Linked DNA regions of Ovis aries: region 1 is linked to region 2. A link is a contact called in public Hi-C data. All regions are on one chromosome and are shown on one strand. The core of a region is the stretch at or near the end of the contact, and the rest is flanking DNA. Distances in the headings are between cores, read along the strand shown. Region 1 has its middle 45 kb from the start of MAL2. Region 2 overlaps LOC114116376 (a long non-coding RNA gene).

Region 1 (6,815 bases), core at 1,919-4,418, 470 kb after region 2:
TTTGCTAAACAGGAGGAACTGTTGTCTATTTTATATATAGTGATATTTATCTGTTAATACCAGACTCATAATTTATCCCTACCCCTCCTTCCCAGTTTGGTAACCATAAGTTTGTTTTTTATGTCTGTGGGTCTGTTTTATAAATTAGTTCATTTGTATCATTTGTTTTAGATTCTACTTATAAGTTATATGATATTCATCTTTGTCCGACTTACTTCACTGTTCACTTAATATCATAATCTCTAGGTCCATCCACATTGCTGCAAGTGATGTTATTTCATTCTTTTTCATAACTGAGTAATATTCATATATATATCTGAATTAAATATATACCTATAATATACAGATATATATTTTATAACTATAAAATATACCTTCCCTGGTGGTTCAGACGGTAAAGAATCTGCAAGGTGGGAGACCTGGGTTTGATCCCTGGGTTGGGAAGATGCCCTGGAGGAGGACATGGCAGCCCACTCCAGTATTCTTGCCTGGAGAATCCCCATGGATAGAGGAGCCTGGTGGGCTACAGTACATGGAGTCACAAAGAGTCGGACACGACTGAGTGACTGAGCACAGCATATATATATATATACAGTACATGTCTTCTTTATGTATATGTATACATATATATCAGTTCAGTCGTTCAGTCATGTCTGACTCTCTGTGACCCCCATGGACTGCAGCACGCCAGGCTTCCTCGTCCATTGCCAGCTCCCGGAGCTTGCTCAAAGTCATGTCCATCAAGTTGGTGATGCCATCCAACCATCTTGTCCTCTATTGTCCCCTTCTCCTCCTGCCTTCGATCTTTCCCAGCATCAGGGTCTTTTCCAATGAGTCAGTTCTTTATGTCAGGTGGCCAAAGTACTGGAGCTTCAGCATCAGCATTACTCCTTCCAATGAATAGTAAGGATTGATTTCATTTAGGACTGACTGGTTGGATCTCCTTGCAGTCCAAGGGACTCTCAAGAGTCTTCTCCAACACCACAGTTCAAAAGCATCAATTCTTTGGTGCTCAGCTTTCTTTATAGTCCAAATCTCACATCCATACATGACTACTGGAAAAACCATAGTTTGACTAAAAGCTATATATGTGTATATTATTATATATATACCATACATCTATAAATTATATATATCTTCTGTATCCATTTATCTGCTGATGGACACAGATTACTTCCATGTCTTGGTTATTGTAACTAGTGCTGCAATGAACATTGGGGTGCATGTATCTTTTCAAGTTAAAGTTTTTGTCTTTTCCAGAAATACGCACAAGAGTGGGATCGCTGGAGTACACTGTGTAGTATTAAGATTGTCAGGGACGTCATACCAGCCACTGGTTTACTTGCTGAGAATAGGGGTCGGCTGCTTGTTGGCTGTTTATAAATGTTCCCTTATTTAAATTGCCTGAAATCAGACTATAAAAACAATGCTGTACTGAAGCAAGAGTGCTGGACTAGAAATCTGAAAATCTGTCTACTGGGACCTATTTAGAGCTAATGGTGTAATCCATTAGCATCCGTTTATTTCTCAGTAGAATGTGAATAATATCTGTCTTCTTAGAAGACTGTTGTGAATAACAAATTACACTTGTGAAAATGTCTTGTTTAAATTGATAGTTTGATTTCTGTCTGCAATTTGTATCTGTAAAACATAGTGTAATATTCAAAGCATGTAAGAAAAGATTTTCATTAACTCTGTGGTATTTGCTGAAATCATTGTTTCTTTAGGACCAAATTTGGTTCCTTTCTCAGAGGTAAGTAACACTGAGTCAACTGCAAGTAAGTTTTGAGAAGGTTTCTTATTATTATTTCTTATGACTTTTGCTGTTGGCTTTCCTGAAGGGAAAGAAGGCATATGGAAGAAAAGGACTTAATAGAGGATAGGAAATTTGAGAAATATGAATTGGGGAGTGAATGAAAAGAAGATTTGAATTTTCCTCCTTAATATTGAAAACTGAGTTGTTTGATTAAAAAGAAAATGATTTATTTGGGCTAATACCTGTGTTACCAGAATAACACAAAGACTCCATTATCCCCTGGAGGAATGTCATGGGTCAGTTCATAACAGCAACAAAAACAGCAGCAGCAGCAGCTCCTGCTCCAATTCTTGTTGTTGTTGTTCAGTCGCCAAGTCGTGTCCAACTCTCTATGACCCCATGGACTGCAGCACACCAGGCTTCCCTGTCCTTCACCATCTCCTGGAGCGTGCTCACACTTGTGTCCATTGAGTCAGTGATACCATCCAACCATCTCTCATTCTCTGAAACCCCTTTCTCCTCCTGCCCTCGGTCTTTCTAGCATCAGGGTCTTTTCCATTACCAGACTAGCCTTCAATCTCCCAGTAGAGTCAAAATATAAAACAAGTTCTACCTGGCTCTCAACTCTGTATTTCTTTCATGGAACCACCCCACCAAGCTGGTTGTGAAAATAACTGCGACTTCAATCACAGAGGGCAAAGACGGAAAGAGAGGTGACTACAAGATATAGCATTTCTTTTCTTTTTACTTTGATTATTATATGACAAGCATGATGGCCTTAAGTGTGTTGCTGTTAATAATTCAATCACCATAAGGCTGTAAGTGAAGGCTGACAGCATTGCCCATCTTTAGTAGAAGGAGCCACCAAGTTTTGCAAACGGGGAAACCCGGGACTATGTTCCCAAATTGTATTTTGATTAATAGCAAAAGATACTGAAAGGTGTTTGAAAAAATGACTTTTAATTGTAATGTAATGAATGTCTCAAGGACATGAAAGTGCTGATGTTTTTCATGTCTCCCCTCACTCCTCCTGGTGGCTCAGACAGTAAAGAAACAGCCTACAATTCAGGAGACCCCAGTTCAATCCCTGGGTCGGGAAGATTCCATGGAGGAGGGCATGGCAACCCACTCCAGTATTCTAGCCTGGGAAATTCCATGGACAGAGGAGCTTGGCAGGCTACAATCCATGGAGTCACAAGGAGTCGGACATGACTGAGCACTTAACACTCTCACCCCTTCACCCCACCAAGTGGAAACAAGCATTATGATTACATTTATTGCTATCTGTGTTTTTAATGATTAAGTTTTGGCTTAGTGACTTAAAAGAAGCCAAACTCTCAGCCCTTACTTAGGACAGAATGTTACATACAGCCTTAAACTGTGGGTTTACACATAACCCTGAGGCAAGGGACTCAAGAGCAGATCATGTTAAAATGGAAAATCTTTCTGAAGTTTCCTACTCTTGAGCAGCTACCTATCAAGCCTCTAAACTGTGCTCATACTGCCCTCTCCTGGTTGGATGGAAGAACAGCTAAAAGAAAAGTGAATGTGGGTTTCAGCATTGAATGCTCTTCGATTAATCTGAATTTAATCGAAATGGAAATTACCAAGTGGTCAAGAGAGAAAAAGAACGGGACAGAAAAAGGATTCTCACTTGTGACTTTGCAGTGTGAGTACAAACCCAAACTAAACATATTTCATGAAAAAACACCCCAACAAAATTCTTGCTTTAGGGTCATTTGATCAGTAGGGTTGTCCCACAGCTATCAACTGTGAGTGACCAGAGCTCATCTGAATTCCAGAGAGATTTGCCTCAGGTGCACTAAACTGTAGGACAGGATGTAGTGGAGGCATGCAACCCATGTTGCACTTGTTTTCATACACTTCATAGCTTGGTGCCCTTTGTTGAACCCTGATGGCAGATGAAAAGACTGATAGCAGGCTGGAGTGCAAAAACAGAGGTAGCTGGAAATCTGTGGGAAATGTCTGTGTCTTGTTGTAAAACACTCTAGCATTTCTCCAGTGTTCACCAACCAAGTACACGGCCATGATAAAACCTAAAAGTATAAATTTACCCAACTCTTTGCACTTGGTTCAGAATTGTGAAATGTGTTAGGTTTCCGTACTTCCTGCCTTCTTGGGCCATATCACTTAGGTTGGAAATGTCACACGACGTGAAACAAATCCTCACGTTCCAACGACCTTAGTTTTGACATCTGGAAAATGGTGATCATAAAGGTATGTCTAGGGGTTTGGGGAGGGTGTGATACATCTGATGTTCTTGGATCAGTGACTGTGGGTGCTCATTTGCTAAGTCGTATCTGACTCTTTTGTGACCCCATGGACTATAGCTTGCCAGGCTCCTCTGTCTATGGAATTTGCCAGGCAAGAATATTGGAACAGGAGCATTTTCTACTCCAGGGGATCTTCCTGACCCAGGGATTGAACCTGCGTCTCTTGTGTCTCCTGTTTTGGCAGGCAGATTCTTTACCACTGCACCACCTGGGAAGCCTGGATCAGTGACTAGCATCTAGTAAATGTTCAATAAATGTTAGCGGTCCGACCCATTTCGACTCCACGGAGCACGCCAGGCCTCCCTGTCCATCCTGGAGTTTACTCAAACTCATGTCCATTGAATCAGTGATGCCATCCAACCATCTCATTCTCTGTTGTCCCCTTCTCCTCCCGCCTTCAATGATGCTGATCTTTCCCAGCATCAGGGTCTTTTCTAAGGAGTCAGTTCTTCACATAAGGTGGCCAAAGTATTGGAGTTTCAGCTTCAACAAATTCCTTCCAATGAGTATTCAGGACTGATTTCCTTTAGGATGGACTGGTTGGATCTCCTTGCTGTCCAAGGGACTCTCAAGAGTCTTCCCCAACACCACAGTTCAAAAGAATCAATTCTTCAGCACTCAGCTTTCTTTTCAGTCCAACTCTCACATCCATACATGACTACTGGGAAAAGCCATAGCTTTGACTAGAGGGACCTTTGTTGGCAAGGTAATGTCCCTGCTTTTTAACATGCTGTCTGGTTGGTCATAACTTTTCTTCCAAGGAGTAAGCTTGTAGTTAGGAGTGGTTTTGGAAAAGGCATAGGAACCAGAGTTTCCAGCATCCATTGGATCATCAAAAAAGCAAGAGAGTTCCAGAAAATCATCTATTTCTGCTTTATTGACTATGCCAAAGCCTTTGACTGTGTGGATCACAACAAACTGGAAAATTCTTCATGAGATGGGAATACCAGACCACCCGACCTGCCTCTTGAGAAATCTGTATGCAGGTCAGGAAGCAACAGTTAGAACTGGACATGGAACAACAGACTGGTTCCAAATAGGAAAAGGAGTACGTCAAGGCTGTATATTGTCACCCTGCTTATTTAACTTATATGCAGAGTACATCATGAGAAATGCTGGGCTAGATGAAGCACAAGCTGGAAACAAGATTGCCGGGAGAAATATCAATAACCTCATATATGCACATGACACCACCCTTATGGAAGAAAGAGAAGAAGAACTAAAGAGCCCCTTGATGAAAGTGGAAGACAAGAGTGAAAAGTTGGCTTAAAGCTCAACATTCAGAAAACTAGGACCATGGCATCCAGTCCCATCACTTCATGGGAAATAGATGGGAAACAGTGGAAACAGTGTCAGACTTTATTTTGGGGGGGGCTCCAAAATCACTGCAGCCATGAAGTTAAAAGACATTTACTCCCTGAGAGTAACATATCTAACATTCAGAAAATTTAAAAAAAGGAAAAATGCACATTCAAAATGTCTAGGCAATGATAAGTATACCTCAAGGGCTTTGCTCACTGCCTATGGACAGGAAGTCAACCCATATTTGCTTCCCTTTCATTTTAACATCATTCCAGTAGTTTAAATTAAAGAAGACTTGGTACCTGATTATACCACCTGTCAGATGTGCACCTTGACTCTTGAATCTGTTAGCAAAAATTGAAAAGGGAGAGGGATTCCTGGTCATTCTTCATTTCAGAAACAATATACAAAATCTTTGTGGACTAGGTGAGGTTGCCATGTTAAAATACCAGGCCACCAGAAGCCGGCAGCTGATCAGAGGGTTATGAGAGTGAGTTGGTAGAAAGAGAAAAGGAGGTGGATTTTAAAAATAGGACCCATGTCTTTGATTGCAGGGGATGCACTGCTGTATGTTCCTGAAAGAAAGCACTAAAATCCTCAGACTACAGTGGTACAGCCAAGACTTTGGGACAAGATCACTCAGGGCAACTGGGGAAACTTCAGTGCTTGCTTGAGACAGAAAAAAATTATAGGGGTGAATAAAGAGAAATTATGAGAAGTTAGCTGGGCAGGTGCAATTTTTCAAGTGGACGTAAGCCTCTTGGGACAAAGCCCAAACTCCTTAGCGTGACACAGAGGAACCTCAATAATGGGAGACTAAATCTAGATAGCACATTAGAAAGCAGAGACATCACTTTACTGACACAGGTCCATTCAGTCAGAGCTTTGGTTTCAGTAGTCATGTACGGATTTGAGAGTTGGACGATCAAGAAGGCTGAGCTCTGAATAATTGATGCTTTCGAAATGTGGTGTTGGAGAAGACTCTTGAGAGTCCCTTGGACAGCAAGGAGATCAAAGTAGTCAGTCCTAAAGGAAAGCAACCCTGAATATTCATTGGAAGGATGAATGCTGAAACTGAAGCTCCAATACTTCGGCCACCTGATGCTCCACCACCTAATTAGAAAAGACCTTGATGCTGGGAAAGGTTGAAGGCAGGAAGAGAAGGGGACGGAAGAGGATGAAATGGTTGAATGGCATCACCAATTCAATGGACATGAGTTTGAGCAAGCTCTAGGAGATGGTATGGACAGGGAAGCCAGGCATGCTGCATTCCATGGGTCACAGAGAGTCAGACATGATTTAGGGACTGAACAACGAATACTAACAACTCCAGCATCATCCCTGAATCTGTCACCATGACACATTCCAAGCTGTCACTATTACACATTCCAAGCTGGCTCTACACGGAACCTTTGCTTCCTAAACACACCATCTCTTTTTCTGAGCCTTTACACCAGTGAGTC
Region 2 (7,239 bases), core at 1,695-4,194:
GTCCTTCCAGTGAACACCCAGGACTGATCTCCTTTAGAATGGACTGGTTGGATCTCCTTGCAGTCCAAGGGACTCTCAAGAGTCTTCTCCAACACCACAGTTCAAAAGCATAAATTCTTTAGCACTCAGCTTTCTTCACAGTCCAACTCTCACATCCATACATGACCACTGGAAAAACCATAGCCTTGACTAGACGGAACTTTGTTGGCAAAGTAATGTCTCTGCTTTTGAATATGCTATGCCAAATGTCAGTTTATTCCCAGGTTCATGGCAATGAACTACTTCTGAAACACAGGGTGATTGGAGTAGTGCTGTGAGTTGCTTCATGCTCTCTGACCCAGTATTTCTTAGTCAAGATCTTTCTGATCTTAGTGAATGTTACCTCAGGGGGTTCTGTGGCATTTGGTACATTAGTTTTCAACAGGACATATCATTCAGTGCCCTCACCTCATTCCTGTCAAAGAGATGACCTGTTCAAACAAACACACCAACAAACAAAACAATCAAAAATCTAGAGTCGAAAGTAGTTAGGACTATATATGCAGTCACCGCCTCCCTTCCCACCCCTCCCCCCGAAATAACTCCCCACCCAGAAGGCTCTGTGGTATCTTCTTGGAAGTTCAATTAATGTTACAAAGATATCTATTTGATGTTTTCAGAGGCACTTTTGAGAAGTTTCAGAACTAAGAGAGAAATGTTTTAATAAATGTTGATAAAATGAAAAAATTATATAAATGCAAGTTCCTTGGTTGATATAAGCTTAGATGACAAACTCCTTGAAAACAAGGACTACATCCTATTCCACATAATTGTTAGGCAGTATAAAAATGCAGGCTGACTTGAATCAAAGGGGTTTATCACGTGTGGACAGCTGTGTTTGTCTTTCATTTGTGGGTAAGCAGAGCAGTGCACACATGACATATTGTGTAAGGTCATATGAGTAGGTCATGTGACTATGCCTCACAGCCTTTCTCCTCTGCTGTAAAAAATCTTCAGGTTTTACATTAGATGATTATTAGTGTCCCACGGTAATGTCATACTTGAAATTTAGTCTTTAGAGCTGCCTGGAAGGTGATAATTACATTTTATTACTCTTCATCCAATTTTATTACTCTTCATCCAATATTTAATTTGAGTTACTTTGAGTGACAGTATTGTTTATAATTACACCAGGACAACAGCCATCACTCAGACTTGTCCTAAGGCTAACTGGGACATATAGGCAATACAGCTTGCATTATGTCAAAAACAGTGTTTAGTTCTGCTAATCTACCAGGGCAGAAGAGGCATTAGGAAACTCAACTTGGTATTGAGGGATTAACAAAGGATTTTGAATCTATAAGATGATAAGAGCTGAGATTTGTGGCACAAATATTCTTTATCCACCTTCTAACATAGACCCAAACCAAGATCATGGTTGACCTCAATGGGTAACATCCACTCAGTTCCCAGTTCCTGTAGGAAATCACAGCATCTAGCCAACCCAGAAAACAGGATGTGGTTCATTGGAAATGCAAATTGGCTTCTTATTATTAACAGAGTCATTCATTGGTGTAAAAGGAGGAGTTCAGGAGCAAAAGAGGCCAGATGACATGGGGATAACACTTGGAGGGATAAAACAAACATGTCACTACATGCTGCTGAATTTATATCTTTAGTCAGTGCTGAGGTGGGCAGGTGAACGAAAAGTGTCCACGCTGTTCACGGGTAGGTGAAGGGAAGCACTTATCCTGCCTCTTGGCTCCTTAAGGTGGGGCGCCGAAGCCCGCGATGCTGTTTGTGCAGTGCTGCGCATGCCTCTAAGGGACGATGGAGTAGGTCTCCCACCACCAAGTTCAGAGGACCAGAGAGAATCCAGGAAGCGCCTTCAGTTGGATTTAGGTAGGTTATTAAATTCTGATGGTTCTTACAAGCTAATTCAGGCGAAAGGAAAGCAATGGGCCTGACCCATCAGGGTAAAAAGCTCAGGGCAAGTTATTTTGTATGTTGGATTTAAAAAACCATTAATTCTAGTAAAAAGTGTCAATAAAGAGAAATGATCAAATGGTGTTAAAATCTGGAGAGAAAAATACTCAATCATAGAATAGCATTTGGAAGGTGGGACTGAAAAACGGGATAGTATAATCTGCCAGAAAACAATTTGGCCACTTCCCTGGTAGTTCAGCTGGTAAAGAATCCACCTACAATGCAGGAGACCCTGGTTTGATTCCTGGATTGGGAAGATCTCCTGGAGAAGAGATAGGCTACCCACTCCAGTATTCTGGAGCTTCCTTGGTGACTCAGATGGTTAAGAATCCACCTGCAATGCAGGAGATCTGGGTTTGATCCCTGGGTCGGGAAGATCCCCTGGAGGAGGGCATGGCAACCCACTCTAGCACTCTTGTCTGGAGAATCCCCATGGACAGAGGAGTCTGGCAGGCCAGTCCACGGGGTCACAAAGAGTCAGACACGACTGAGCAACTAAGCACAGCACATAGCACAGCGGAAAAATATTATTTGGAGTTTTTGTTCTTTGCAAGTTTAAGAGGGCAAAACTGTCTTTTATAAATTGTCTGTATGTGGCCTGCCAGACCCAGTCTTTGTACATAATATAGTGCATGTTAGGAGTAGCAATATGCTTAGAGGTAGTGTTGCCAGGATAGTTGTCTTCAGGCTGTATTGCCTGGTGAAGTTAGTGTTTTTCTGATAATTTGGTGTTTACTGGGGAGCTCTGCAAGCATTCTGTTGTCCACTTCAAGACGTCCCTTTAGGTGCTGTGCTTTCAGACACCTCGAGTGCTGCCTGCATGAGGCATGAGAGGGTTAGCCAAACTACATATTTCTACAGTCTGTTGCTGTGAGCTAATAATGAAATCAATGCCCAATAACACATAATTCTGGAGAGCAGGAAGACCTGTGTAAGTAATGGAAATGGATTTCTCTCACACTGAGATGAGTCACTATGACCTCTGCCTTGTTTTGAAGCTGACAACCTTTTATTATTGTGACACTTGCAATATCTCGTTGCAAGCACAGAGTTACCATGAATTATTTAGCAACTGGAAAGTTTTAATGGTTACAGCAGTCACATTGTGTAAGAATCAAATTGCTTTAAGCAAAAGGACGAAGTTCATAAAATCACTCCATTCTTAGAAGTACTTTAATAAGAAATAATCTTATTATCTAAAACAGAACAATCTTCCATTGAAGGATGGTAGTTATTGCCAGTTCCTTGTTGCTGCTGGATCCACTGAAGGATTTAGAACTTAACAGTCAAAGTGTGCCTTAAGTATTGTGGCTTCCTGACTTTATTCTTATCTGGAAAATTCTGCTGCTGTAGCCCTCAGTCAAGATGCAGCTCCATGCTCTATCTACTTATTAGCATATACTTTTGGAACTGATTTCAAATGGGATTTCTTACGGAATATTTGGTTTTAAGCTGAGTATTCAAAGCATGTCTAGAGCAAGACAAGCCATAAAGGGTCAGGGTCAGAAAACTGGCTATAAGCTTTTCAACAAAGAGATTAAAACTATTATCCATGTTCCTTACCCCATGTGAAGCTTCCTATCATGCTTTCCAGTGAACAGAGAGAAACATAGCTTGGCATCTGGTCCCATCACTTAATGGCAAATAGAAGGGGAAAAAGTGGAAATAGTGGCACATTTTACTTTTTGGGGTTCTAAAATCACTGTGGACAGTGACTGCAGTCATGAAATTAAAAGATGCTTGCTCCTTGGAAGAAAAGCTATGATGAACCTAGACAGCACTCTATTAAAAAGCAGAGACATCACTTTGCTGATAAAAGTCCATATAGTTGAAGCTATGGTTTTTCCAGTAGTCATGTATGGATGTGAGAGTTGGACCATAAAGAAGGCTGAATGCCAAAGAATTGATGCTTTTACATCGTGGTGCTGTGGTGGCTCAGATGGTAAAGAATTAGCCTGCAAAGTGGGAGACTTGGGTTCAGTCCCAGGATTGGGAAGATCCCCTGGAGGAGGCCATGGCAACCCACTTCAGTATTCTTGCCTGGAGAATCCCCATGGACAGAGGAGCCTGGCAGGCTGCAGTCCATGGGGTTGCAAAGAGTCAGACACGACTGAGCAATTAAGCCCGCGGCTATGGCCAGTGGAGAAGACTCTTGAGCGTCCCTTGGAATGCGAGGAGATCAAACCAGTCAATCCTAAAGCAAATCAGCCCTGAACATTCACTGGAAGGATTGATGATGAAGTTGTGACTCCAATACTTTGGCCACCTGATGTGAAGAACTGACTCATTTGAAAAGATCCTGATGCTGGGAAAGATTGAAGGCAAGAGGAGAAGGGGACAACAGAGGATAAGATGATTGGATGGCATCATCAACTCAATGGACATGAGTCTGAGAAAACTCTGGGAGACAATATAGGACAGGGAAGCATGGCATGTTGCAGTCCATGGGTTGCAAAGAGCTGGACTTGACTTGGCGACTGAACAACAACAAAATGAGAAAAAAGTCAAAATGTTGAGTGAGAGAATTTTGGGAGTGAGTTTGTTTGATTTCCCATTTTTTCTCTATATTTTTATGGGGATACGGTCAGAAAATACACATGTACTGAAGTGAAAGTCAGCCAGGTGACAAGCCTTAGGCAAATTTGTACTCATTTTACAGCCTTTCTACTCAAAGCAAGGTCCCTAGACTCCAGTATTGGCATCACCTAGGTGTTCGTCAGAAATGCATGGTCTTATGTCCTATTCTGAAACTGCTAAATCAGAATCTGTACAGTAAGCAGATCCCTGAGTGATCTGCACAGTAAAATTTGAAAAGTAACACTTGATAGAGATCATTTGGCTTTTTCTCGTCCTTTTTGGATTAATCTGGGAATACACTTAGAGAAGACTCAATAGTTTGAACATGGATTGCTTTCTGTTATCTGTAGTGATTCATTTAATGCGGTGTTCTCTTTTTCAACCAGCTGTGAGCTTCTAGGTCACCAATGCTTGTTGTCTTAGGAAATGATTACACATTATAACTAACTGTGTGGGAGGCCCATTCATCTATACAAACTGAAACTGGAAACTTGTCTTTAAGCAAAACTATATGATATACGGAATGCATGTAAGAATTGAAGATTTTAAAATTTAAAAAATAAAAAACTAAAAAAAAAAAAAAAAGGTATTGTGTGATTGTGGAAGTTGACAAGCTACTAACACTTGCCAAAGAAAAGCTGCCAGAAATACTTCATTTTGCCACTAGGTGGAAATAGAGTAATTTTGAGTATTTTCTTCAGGGCTATCAACTACTGCAACAGTACTTCATAAACTGAAAGAGATCTAAGAAATCAATTAGTCTAATCCTTACCTCCTTAATTCCATAGATGAGAGAACTGAGGTTCAAAGATATTAAAGAAAACTTCATCTGTCTTATAACTGGTTGTCTTGTAGAGCCACTGGGTGAAGAGATGCTAGAGTAATTCAGGATTCTTCAGCCATTTTCACCTACAAGAATAAATATTGTTTTATTATCCTCTAGCATGATGGAACACATGATGTGACACCTGTATTGATTGTCTCTGTGCTGCCGCTAAAACTAATGACCAGCACGGCTCCTTCTGCTTTAAAGATAGGCTGCAACAAAGTTATTGGCACTTTTTCCCTGTGTGTGCCAAGTTGTTTCAGTCATGTTGTACTCTGTGTGACACTACGGTCTGGAGCCCACCAGGAAACTCTGTTTACGGGATTCTCCAGGTAAGCATACTGGAATGGGTTGTCATGCCCTCTTCCAGGAGATCTTCCTGACCCAGGGACTGAATCCATGTCTCTTATGTCTCCTGCATTGGCAGGTGGGTTCTTTACCACTAGCGCCACCTGGGAAGCCCTGTATCCTAATCTCAGTTCATTTCAGTTCAGTTCAGTCGCTCAGTTGTGTCCAACTCTTTGTGACCCCATGAATCACAGCACACCAGGCCTCCCCGTCCATCACCAATTCTTGGAGTTCACTCAAGCTCATGTCCATCGAGTCGGTTAGTCTCAACCAAGTGACAATGCTCTTCCCTTTGTCCAATGAAGAGATGCTCAACCATTCTGTAGACTGGGGAAAAAAAAATGCACAAACTAAAGGTTGAGAATTATATTTTATTTGGTGAACTTTTTAAGAACTTACGCCAGGGATACAGCCTCTCAGCTCTGAGGGACTGCTCTGAAGAGATAAGGGAGAAGCCAGGATATACAGCTTTTGCGGAAAACAACAACAAAACAAATAAACAACAACAAAAAAAACCCTATGTAGTCAAATATCAAAAGATAACTGCTAAACACTAAAAATGGACATCTCACGATGATTTTAGTGCTTTTCTTTGTATGGGAAGATGCAAGAGTCTGGGCTCATTGAAATTATTTTTTGATATGCATCTTAACTACCTAGGGCCGATGCTGTTTTTCCTCCATCCTGAATCCCTTCAGGGCGCACATCAGGACCACTGCTGTATCCCGTTGCTGGCTATAGCAACATCCTTTGTTTTCTGAAATGACAGGTCTTTGTCCACAATTCCATAAAGTCATACTAGACTTTACTCAGATTTGTTATCACAGCATTTTTTGTTTTTACATTTATATTGGGTTCAAGTTAAGTAGCCTAGAACAGGACTTTAGTTTGAAGGTTAAGGAAATACTTAATGTTTTTTAGAGTTTGTAATCCATTACTGGGCTTCCTCGGTGACTCAGCAGTAAAGAGTTCATCTGCAATGCAGGAGATCCAGGTTTGATCCCTGGGTTGGGAAGATGCCCTGGAGGAGGAAATGGCAACCCAGACCAATATTCTTGCTGGGAAAATCCCATAGACAGAAGAGCCTGAAGGGCTATGGTCCATGGGGTTGCAAAGTCAGACATGACTGAAGCATCTGAGCACAAGGCACACAATTCATTACCAGTTTAAGAAAGGAAGGGAACCTGAATTTAGGGGTTGAGGGACCTTAGAAATAACCTGACTTCAGTCTCTCTCCATGTCTGTAATACAGTTAAGAGGCATCAGAAAACAAGGGATTAAGTGCATTGCTCAGAGTAGCAGAGCCATCACTATACCCTTCGGCTCTGTCTTATGGGAGACACTAACAGGTATTTTGACCTGTATCTTTGTTTTGTCGATGTGTTTTAACCACAAAAGTATTATTTCCATTTGTTGACCGAAAAAAATGCACAAGCTAAAAGCTGAACGTGTGTGCGCTCAGTGGCTCAGTCATGTCCGACTCTTTGAGATCGCGTAGACTACAGGCAAAGGTGAGAAGTATG

What was found. Hi-C and Micro-C count contacts between places; a contact is called where the count stands out from the background.
Region 1: a contact with region 2 is called in a Hi-C map of tail adipose tissue, with 4 times the contacts expected there. The contact joins two enhancer-like sites. A contact is called at or near these places in 2 of 16 Hi-C or Micro-C datasets (blood and tail adipose tissue).

Annotation. Positions count from the first base shown.
Region 1 is chr9:58,040,158-58,046,972 of ARS-UI_Ramb_v3.0, forward strand. No RefSeq gene overlaps it. Among named protein-coding and RNA genes, the nearest start is that of MAL2, 45 kb to the right of the region's middle. Within about 2 kb of position 3,169, at least 2 of the 54 cell types and tissues checked have an H3K27ac peak or open chromatin away from gene starts, as enhancers often do. A contact at or near this core is called in tail adipose tissue, where this site is marked.
Region 2 is chr9:57,566,072-57,573,310 of ARS-UI_Ramb_v3.0, forward strand. It overlaps LOC114116376 (a long non-coding RNA gene), which reads right to left. Exons shown (of 3, transcript XR_009594974.1): 1 at 5,936-7,239; 2 at 5,315-5,451; 3 at 1-470. Among named protein-coding and RNA genes, the nearest start is that of FABP5, 6.1 kb to the right of the region's middle. Within about 2 kb of position 2,945, at least 3 of the 54 cell types and tissues checked have an H3K27ac peak or open chromatin away from gene starts, as enhancers often do. A contact at or near this core is called in tail adipose tissue, where this site is marked.